3 separate regions of the Mus musculus genome follow, and regions 1 and 3 are each linked to region 2. A link is a contact called in public Hi-C and HiChIP or PLAC-seq data. All regions are on one chromosome and are shown on one strand. Each heading gives the region's core, a stretch centred on a gene start, on an enhancer-like site or on the middle of the called end of the contact. The rest is flanking DNA. Distances are from core to core; before and after follow the strand shown.

Region 1 (3,007 bases), core at 374-2,873, 120 kb before region 2:
TTTTGTATGTATGGCTGTTTTGCTTGCATGTATGTCTGTGTCCCATGCACACGCAAGTGTGCCCTGCATATGGATGCAAGAAAATAGCCATGGATTCCCTGGGCCTAGAGTCATAAACAGTTGTTAGCCACCACATGGGTGCTGGGACTGAAACACACATCCTCTGGAAGAGCCACAAGTGCACTAAACCACTTTGCCATCTCTCTAGCCACAAAGTAAGCTATTTCAATTATAGTTACAACTCTGTCCCCAGTTAACTGTTTGAAATGCCTACACTTCTCCTGGTCATGAGTTTTCTTTTAGGAAAAGACTCGAAGGGTACTTTGGCAAAGATAGATGTGTATCAGACATTTGTCGGTGTTCACAGACATATTTGGTCATCCAAATTGAAGTGTGTGTAGTGCTTCTGGCTGGGGAACTGCTAAATATCCTACAACAAAGGCATATTTTGCACCAAATGTCAGCAACGCTAAGACTGACTATATTAATAACATATTTTCTTGCTGTGATAGCACACCATGACCAAAAGTGATTTATAAAGGAATTTATTTTGCCTTATAGTTCCAGAGGGATATAGACTCTGAAAAGGTGGGAAAAGCACAGCTGCAGGCAGCCAGAGCAGGAAACTGAGAAATCACATCTCCAGCCAAACTCATACAGCAGAGAGAGCCACCTGTAAGCGGGGTGAAGCTATAAACTCTCAGAGCCCGCCCCTCAGTGACATGCTTCCTCCAACAAGGCAGTACGTTCTGTAAGCTTTCCAAATATCCACCAAGGACCAGATATTCAAATATGTAAGCCTGTGGGAGACGTTACTTCTCATTCAAATGACTGCACTGAGAGGTCTTGCTGAGAAGATATTGGAGCTCAGGAGAGAAAGCAAGTCTGTGCATGCATTATCTATCCTTGAGAAGGAAAACAAAGCATCCAGATTCTTGGCAGGAGCCCTGGGAGGCTAGGCAAAGGGTTAAAACATTGATGTGTGCCCCATGGAGAGTGCTGGTGAGAGACAGCGCTCACTCTAACACAGTGCTGGGCACACCGCAGCTTATGGGATGCTTACTTGAAAGGTGAATGGGTCTATTCAAGTCATGAGACATACTCTCACACCGACCAACCCTCCATTGCACATAGAACCTCCACAGTGACACCCAGTGAAAGAGCAAACTTCTCTTCCTCTGGAAGGTGTTGAGCAGGATAATCTAAAGTTGCAACCTAAGAGTCTCAGCTTAGATAAATAATCGCTACCCTGCTGACAGTGTCAGCATTGGTCAGAAAGGTAATTTTTTTAAAATTTAAGTTCCTTTCAAACAGGGGTAGAGATATCTGGAAAGAACAGGTTTCCCAGCACTCCTTTGGGGAGGCAATTGTCAGAGACACGCAGCAGGAAGCCTTGCTTTCAATACATCCAAACCCACTTTAAAAAGACAATCCTTTTTATTCTTTGTACCACTGAGAATTGAAAATGCATTTAGCACAAACCATCCAAAGTGGAACACAGTGTCGTGTTAAGAAACACTAACAAACTGTGGTGAGCCCAGGGAACCACAAGAGAACCCCCTGGGGCTGGCTCACCTCTGGCCCTCACCAGGAACAGACCAATAGCAGGCTCCATACCTACTGCCTCAGAGCTCCCAGGGCCTGGTGTCTACAGAGCTGGGGGAAGAAGCTTAGCCACAGGCCCTTCCTGGAAGTCTCTGTGAGGATCCTGATCCACATCCTCACAGCACAGAGGCAGTAGACTTCTAAAAAGGAAGATGACAGAACAGGCGACCTCCCTCTGTGTCTCCCTGAAGATGTGAGGCCAACCATAAACCATCTGACTCACTCAGCCCTTTAATTAAAAGCCCAAGGGCTCAGAGCTAATTCTAGATTTGACGGGACCCAGTAGCGTCTCAGGCACCAGAAGTGCAAGCAGAGTAATGAAGATAATTTTGCCCTTCCTGATCTAAGAATGACAGCTGGCTCAGCTATAAATTACACTTCCAGAATGAATTCGAGAGCTGGAAGGCACCTGAGCAAGTACCTCTCCCTCCCTTTTCCTTGGGGATGGCTTGGCTAAAGTAGGGTTAAGGAGGCAGCTGATGCCCAGGCCTGGCAGCCTTGGCTGCCTTCTTCATAGACTCTTAGACAAATGCAGGCTTTAGTGCATTCAGTACCGAGTGCCACACCTTGCCAGAGAGAGTGGCTTTTACACACTCCCTCCTGACAGTTTCCCTGGGACTCAAAACAAGCCAGCTATAATCCAGATAGGACCTGGAGCCACAGGGGAAGTGGGATAGCTTCAGAGAAAGTAGTTTCCAACCATGGAGTCTAGAAGGCTGAATGAATGTGGCCCCTCCCATGCCTTACTCTCTCATTCCTCTTTCAAGTAAACCCACATTCCAGTGAAGTGGGTCTTATAGCCAGGCAAAGAGAAATACATTCCTCTGTTGGCCAAACAGCAAATGGATGTCTTTGATTCGACTACTCAGGCCTAGATAAATTTTCAAAAAGTTTTTAAAGTTGTAATAATTAAAGCAACAAAAGAACAAGTACCAGTCACTAAGGATCGTTATCTCCTCAGATCCATGTGTTGCACGCTAGTTCCCAATGCCACGGAATATGGAGGTGAGACCTCAGGAGCGACCAGGTCACAAGGCTGGAACTCTGTGACTGGGTGAGTGGGATTCATAACCCTTATAAAGCCTCGGACGGGCTGAGTTCCCCATTGTTCATATAAGCACACAGTTAGAGAGTGGCTATCTGAGCATTAGGAAGCAGACTGTCACCAGACACCAGGCATTGCAGCACCTTGATCTTGGACTCTGGCTCCTGGAACCATGAAGAATACATTTCTGTTGTTGAAGCCCTAGGTCTATCTATGCCTTCTGTACCAGCATATGACAATGGGTCCCAGTGAGACTCACTTTTCTGCATCACTAATAATCTCCTGATTTACTCAACTGTAACCTGGGATTTCCATGTTCTCATGCTGGCCGATATCTATGCATATCTTTTATGAATC
Region 2 (3,280 bases), core at 122-2,621:
CCTGTCTCTGCGCCAGGTGTCCCTTCTCTTAACACCAAAGTCCCAGTTATATGGAAATTCTCCCCTTCCTGAGCTTCCGGCTTTTTCTAATGGCCAGATGCCTTTGTTCTCTACATCCTTGTTCTGTTCTGTTCTCAGCTCCTGTGTCACCCCCCTTAAGCTGCAAACTCTGGGACAAAAGGCCAATAGTGCTTATTTAACATATCAAAGCGACCCCACAGCCAGATTCTTCTCCCAGCATCCCTCAGTCCCTACCTGTTACAGGGTATCCTTGCATACTCTGCCCTACAGTCTGAATTTTCCAGGGGCTGGGCTGCCCTTCCCCCAGAGGCTCTTCTCTGAATAATCCAGCCATTTTGGTTCTTGCCCCTTTCATTCCTTAGGCCTCCTGGCTGCTGAACCATTTCCCCCTCACTATCCTTTTCCTTCCCCTCCCCCACTCCTCACAAGGCTCAGAGTCATTACCTCTGTGGACTTGCCCAGATGTGTCTACCTCTGGCTTTGCTCTCCCTTTTATCTACAATAACCTTTCTCCTCCACCATTCCAAGGAGGGGGTCAAATTCTTTCCTTTTATTTCTTTTTCCTCCACTCATGCAGCTACAGGAGCCTGACCAATCTGAGCCCCCAGCAGAATTAGAGTATACTGCCCTCCTCTTGGTGGGCCATTTGTCCTCCCTCTATCATCTGACCGTACCTATGAGTCACCTCTGTCTGCCTGTTAATCGGGTGGTAACCGGAAATGGGACCACTCTGTCTCCTGAAGGCCTGGCCAGATGAAGAATTCATTGCAATTTGATGAATCTGTGAGAGACAGACCCAGGTTCTGAAGAGATGGCCTCCCGACTTTGTCTCTCTAGCCCTGTCTGCCTTCAGCTCCTGTAGAAACAGCTGCAGGGCTCACAGGCCAAACCCCATGGGTCAGAGAAACAACTGTCTTGTGAGTGTGTGTTTCCCCTCAAAACAAAGATTGCAACATCCTCCTGGCCTGGAGTTCACAGCTGTGGGAGGAGGTTGCACTGGGTAGTGCAGGGTCAAGGAGGCAGAGGTGGGGGTGTGGGGGACCGTTAGGTCTGAATAAGTACCGAGGTAGAGCTTAGCCCCACCCCCACCAAGCCGGGTGGTGCAAACACTGTGAAGAGCCCGGTTTTCCTTAGCTTCCTCCCCACGTTTTACTTTTCTCTGATATTTGATTATGTGTGAATTCCTTCTCATCCCCTGGGAGCTAGCACCCTACCGCCTTTGCAAAATATCTGAGTTACATTTTTGCAGATCGTCAAGCTTCAAGGGCATTCAAACGACCTTCTAGAGGACTGCAGTGTCTTGGTAAGTGATGCCCCCTGGTGGCCAAATGGAGTAGTTGCAATTCGCAGGGACCATGAAGTAAGAACCCTGGCTTTGTAATGGCCATGAGGCTCTGTTCAGCAGATGTCCCACTGTCCCTGAAGGATTGGCTGAAGGGCAACAGGGTTGTGTGTGTGTGTGTGTGTGTGTGTGTGGTATCAGGCCTTTAAGGATGCTGAAAGTTTACCTTCTATAATCTGAGTGCTAAAGAGTTGTTTAGAGACCCACCCACTTATTTCTCAGATGAAGCCAATTCCAGGGAGGGGAGAGGGAATTTCTCAGTCTGTATGACAAGTTGAAGAGGCAGAACAGGCATGTTGGTTACTGATTTGAAATTCTTTCCTTCTAGCATCTTGGGACACCTGCCATGAAGTCCTTCCTATGTTTGCTTTCTTTCAGAGGAAGAGAAGACCAGCATCTTCCCTCTAAATCTCCCTCGGTTGGGCTCCATCTCAGTCCTACTTGCTACAGGAAGTCTTCTACAAATAATCAGAGGACACATCCAAAGCTCTCCTGGAGCTGGTCCAAAAGTTAGACGGTAGAATTTGAACTGTGAACACATTGCATAGAAACAACCTCACAGGGCTTGACAGTCTAATGAAAAGTAATAGTCAGAGAGACAGAGAGGCACAGGTCGAAGGACAATTGAGGCACTATTGTGTATTTTGAAGAAAATAAGTAGGGCAATTTGGTAGAGGACAAGTTTAAGTGAGGCCCATGAGCATGGTCAAGGAGGATTGCACTAAAGCAGGGAGAACATTCAGGGAAGGTAGAGGAGAGGTGTGTAGAGGCTGTAGGTCTGGGGTGAGATTGGCAGGTCCCATCGTGGAGAAGACTCAAGAGGTGATAGACTAGTGGCCAGGAAGAGCACACCAGGGCAAGAGCAAGGAAGCCAGGCCAGAGGCACAATCTGATTTATAACTCACGTGAATCCCAGGCTATGGCACTGCCAGTCTCCACTTTCACACCAGCTCGTCTCCTCCAGAAAGTCCTTCACCACCCTACCAAGTTGGAGTCACTTCTCTGAGCCCTGGTGTTAACATCTCTGTGTCTCTATCATTGGGGCTATCCATGACACACCAGCTGTGGCTATGTCTTTTGACTACCCAGCATAGTAAGCTCCACATTCAGAGAGACAGAGACAATGGACCCAAATCTAGAACATTCTGCCAGAGGCAATGTGTCCCTATGCCACCGCTTCTTGGTGTGTAAGGTGAGACTAGAAATGCACATTGCATAGCTTTTTAAATAATTAAGTAATAAGTATAAAACGTTGTCACAACAATGGCAGGCACTATGTCACCTCTCGTTAAGGAGGAGATGTCCTTTCTGGGTATGTTCCCAGGCTAGCTCCAATGAGATCCATCCTAGCGTCTATGGTGGCAGTTGCATGCTTTGGTAGTTGCATAGGGAGACTTTGGAGGGAACACATTTAGTCAGACTGAAGAAGAAAACTGAAGGTGGCATAGGTTGATGGAATTCTGAATTATTGAATAAAGTTAATTTATTTAATTATTCCCTTTGGCAATATACACTAGACAAAACAGCTTGGGTTTTTTGTTTGTTTGCTTGCTTGCTTTTTTGAGATAGGGCTTCTCTGTGTAGCCTTGACTATTCTGGAATTCTCTGTAGATCAGGTTAGCTTCAAACTCACAGCGATCCACCTGCCTCTGCCTTCCAAGTGCTGGCCTTAAAGGTGTGCAGCACCACAGCCAGGCTGACATACTGTTCTCGTGCAGCTGTTCTTGGGCATGGGTTGTCTATTTACAAAAGGCACCAGACCAGAGGTTCTTCCTCCCTTAATCCTCAGTGAGGATGGTCTTTGTTTCATTGGCAGCCTTCTTCAAACACACGTGGCTCACATGGGAAGGACGAAGCTGGACATTCTGGTCTCATTCTGTACTTGCCCCATCTTCCTTCAATGTTCTCCATTCACTT
Region 3 (2,925 bases), core at 223-2,722, 71 kb before region 2:
CTGTGTGAGTTCATTAGTTTCTAATATGATTTTTCTCTTCATTTTATTTTCCAATAAGGAAAGCTTTTCCAAATGATGCATTTCTGAGGTTGAAGAGAAAGAACTCTGATTGGTTTCTTCATGGCTATTACCAGTCATGAGAGAAAAATCCAGCTAGTTTGCAATTTCCAAAGAAATGGAGAGATTAGTTTGTTAATGCCTATTTAGTTCTTTTTTTTCTTTTTTCTTTCTCTTTTTTCCTATTTGGGGAATTGAAATTTTCACCATGGCTTCAGAGAAATGAGGGGAGAGAGAGCCTTAGCTGCAAGGTAGCAACAGAGACTCTCAATTGCAGAATTTCTTTGAAGTTGCAGTGGTGAGTGTGGGAATGTGAGAACTGTAACCTTGTTCCCAAGAGCAAAAAATGACCCTGCCTGAGAGCTGCTGTTAAACTTACTGCTGCCTCCCCAAAAGGAATCAAGTGATCACTGTGCATAACCCCAACAAACAGGAAAACGCCAGAAAGGCTTAGTCATAATGCATGCATTTGTTGATGTTATTAAAGGTAGATGAGGGTGATCATGTTACTCAATGGGTACACAGACACATGAACAAGTGAATAATTTACATTAATGCCTGGAGTATTGAGGATCTTTTTAAATAGGCTAACAGGAAGTGTTAGAGAGAAACACCTATGGAGCGGGAGTCAGAGGACTGGAGTTTCAGTCTGATGGTGATGTTCTGTTAAGGATCTTGGAAAATACCTAACTAATTTCCCTGCAGGCTTTGGTTTCTTCTTAAGAACCTTGATATGTCTAGAAGGGTATGCCACCATTATTGAGGAAAAATTCAAATAAGGTTTCTTTACATACATAAAGGCTACACAATTTGTCTACAAATTGTAAAACATGAATGTTAATGCAAAACGAAACTGCAAAACAGCTTCAAGTTACATGACCAAGACAACCACATTAGGAGAAAAACAAAACAAACCAGCTGTTTTTCTTCAACTGCTGCTGAGAAAAAGCGGAGTGGTAAAGTGGATTACCAGTTAAACTGGCCTTCAGGCAGTGGTATTGGAAGATACATTTGGAAAAAGGAGCTGGATATTAAAAAAAAAGAAAGAAAGAAAGAAAAAAAGCAGACAGTGAAAGCCAGAGGGATATGAGTGTATTCACAACACATCAAATTGTAGACCACTACAAGCCATTGAAACTGAGAAAGAGAAAGTTCTAGAGAATCAGGAGCAATAGCTATACAAAATTCCCTATAACCACAGAGGAAACAGTAAGACCAACATTACAAAGAAATCAACACCGGGCAATGGTGGTGCACGCCTTCAATCCCAGCACTTGGGAGGCAGAGGCAGGCAGATTTCTGAGTTTGAGGCCAGCCTGGTCTACAAAGTGAGTTCCAGGACAGTCAGGGCTATACAGAGAAAGCCTGTCTCAGAAGCAAACAAACAAACCAAAACCAAAACCAAAACCAAACCAAATCAAAACAAAGAAATCAACTATACCAAAGAGGTGTTTTGTGTCAGGAAATGTTCAGAGACTGAGGCGAGCCTAGCACTAAACGCTAAACTTCCTCTCACTCCTTATATGATTTTATATAGTTCATTATAGTTTTCTGGCCCTGTGTCAGGCAGGTGCCATAAACATTTGCATTCTGGAAACTCTAGAAAGCACTTTAAAAATTGTTTTTCATGAATTTTCTTTAGAGCAGCACAATTGGAGAGTCCTAGTTAATGTTTGTCACTCCATCTATATAAACAAAGCTATGTGGCCACTTCCCGGGACTGCTGTTGGCTTAGTTTCTATACTAGGTCAGACCTTTTCTTTCACCTTGTCAGGAAGCCAAGAAGGAGTTAGGAGTAGAATTTGAGCATTGCCAGCTAATACTAGCTAGCCTAGGTACATTATCTTAATGAAGAGTTGTTTGAAGTTTGATGGAAACTCATTACAAACTAGTGGTTTGTGTACCTTTTGTGGCATCTCTACTATTACCAGCTGATTATCTTCAGTGCTAATAAATATTTCCCCTATTTCATTGTACATATGACACTGACACAGAGGCCTCTGATGAAACCTGACTCTTAGGCAGTGCAGTATCTGGCACACAGCAGCCAACAATCAGTAGAAGTCGCTTGGGTTAATGACGAAACGTGTTTGATGGCCATATGTCTGCCCTCTCTCATAGACACCTTGCTGAGACCCTAGCTTGTGCCACCCTGCAGCCTGATGCCTGGGTAGAAAGAAAGCTGAGTAAAAAGCAAGGCTGGAGGGTACCTGATAGCATGGTCTAAAATTCCTGAAAGCAGGCCAGCCAGGCTACTTCCTGGACTCTGAGTAGTGGCTACTCCACACAAAAGCCATTTTTGTGTTCCTTAAAGAGAGCCCCTTCTGATGTTTCTGTTCCCATCCTTATCTGATGCCATGTTTCTGCCAGGCAGGCTCTTCTGTTTCTCTTCATCTTCCCTATCGATTCTCATTCTTTGTGTCCACTGAGGCTCAGCCTTAGGTGCCCAGAGAGCATAAACAATAAAGAGGAGGTGGCTTCAGACAGACTTGAAGACAGGCTGGGGTTGTTGTTGGTGGTGGGGCTGATGCTTCAGGAGAAGGGGCAGCATTGTAATTACAAAGCCTCATCACATTTGCACAGAGGGGAAAGTTAGAGAAAATTCACCTTGGAAGGACTGAGTAAATTAAAGGAACACATAAGGAATAATGTTTGTGATTATTTTTAGAGATTAGATGTATTTTAGTGACATTGCTTCCAAATATATATGTGCTAATCCGTCAGAATATGGTAACATCACACCAATACTACCATCAGCACTACCTGGACTGCCACCAGGACCACCACCACCATCACCACTGCCACTACCACCACCACCAACAACAACAACACTACCACCACCACTATCACCATCCCCACTGCCACCCC

What was found. A called contact is a pair of places that touch in the nucleus more often than the background predicts. HiChIP or PLAC-seq counts read pairs in DNA pulled down with a chosen protein or histone mark.
Region 1: an H3K4me3 HiChIP or PLAC-seq map of bone marrow-derived macrophages shows a contact between it and region 2, with 3 times the contacts expected there. The contact joins two enhancer-like sites. A contact is called at or near these places in 1 of 15 datasets of contacts at CTCF or cohesin (pro-B cells), 17 of 484 Hi-C or Micro-C datasets (the HPC-7 cell line, the STO cell line, bone marrow-derived macrophages and 11 more), 19 of 115 datasets of contacts at active chromatin or transcription factors (CD8 T cells, the HPC-7 cell line, bone marrow-derived macrophages and 13 more) and 1 of 9 other capture datasets (bone marrow-derived macrophages).
Region 3: a Hi-C map of CD4 T cells shows a contact between it and region 2, with 2.1 times the contacts expected there. The contact joins two enhancer-like sites. A contact is called at or near these places in 1 of 15 datasets of contacts at CTCF or cohesin (large pre-B cells), 7 of 484 Hi-C or Micro-C datasets (CD4 T cells, CD8 T cells, the G1E-ER4 cell line and 4 more), 8 of 115 datasets of contacts at active chromatin or transcription factors (bone marrow-derived macrophages, embryonic stem cells, fibro-adipogenic progenitors and 2 more) and 2 of 9 other capture datasets (embryonic stem cells and embryonic trunk).

Annotation. Positions count from the first base shown.
Region 1 is chr12:12,291,052-12,294,058 of GRCm38.p6, reverse strand. The region is part of intron 1 of Cyria (CYFIP related Rac1 interactor A); the gene reads right to left. Among named protein-coding and RNA genes, the nearest start is that of Gm34407, 3.2 kb to the right of the region's middle. Within about 2 kb of position 1,623, at least 50 of the 459 cell types and tissues checked have an H3K27ac peak or open chromatin away from gene starts, as enhancers often do. A contact at or near this core is called in CD8 T cells, bone marrow-derived macrophages, epiblast stem cells and 3 more, where this site is marked.
Region 2 is chr12:12,174,497-12,177,776 of GRCm38.p6, reverse strand. No RefSeq gene overlaps it. Among named protein-coding and RNA genes, the nearest start is that of Gm34348, 28 kb to the right of the region's middle. Within about 2 kb of position 1,371, at least 165 of the 459 cell types and tissues checked have an H3K27ac peak or open chromatin away from gene starts, as enhancers often do. A contact at or near this core is called in CD8 T cells, bone marrow-derived macrophages, epiblast stem cells and 3 more, where this site is marked.
Region 3 is chr12:12,245,793-12,248,717 of GRCm38.p6, reverse strand. The region is part of intron 2 of Gm40838 (a long non-coding RNA gene); the gene reads right to left. Among named protein-coding and RNA genes, the nearest start is that of Gm40838, 10 kb to the right of the region's middle. Within about 2 kb of position 1,472, at least 14 of the 459 cell types and tissues checked have an H3K27ac peak or open chromatin away from gene starts, as enhancers often do. A contact at or near this core is called in CD8 T cells, where this site is marked.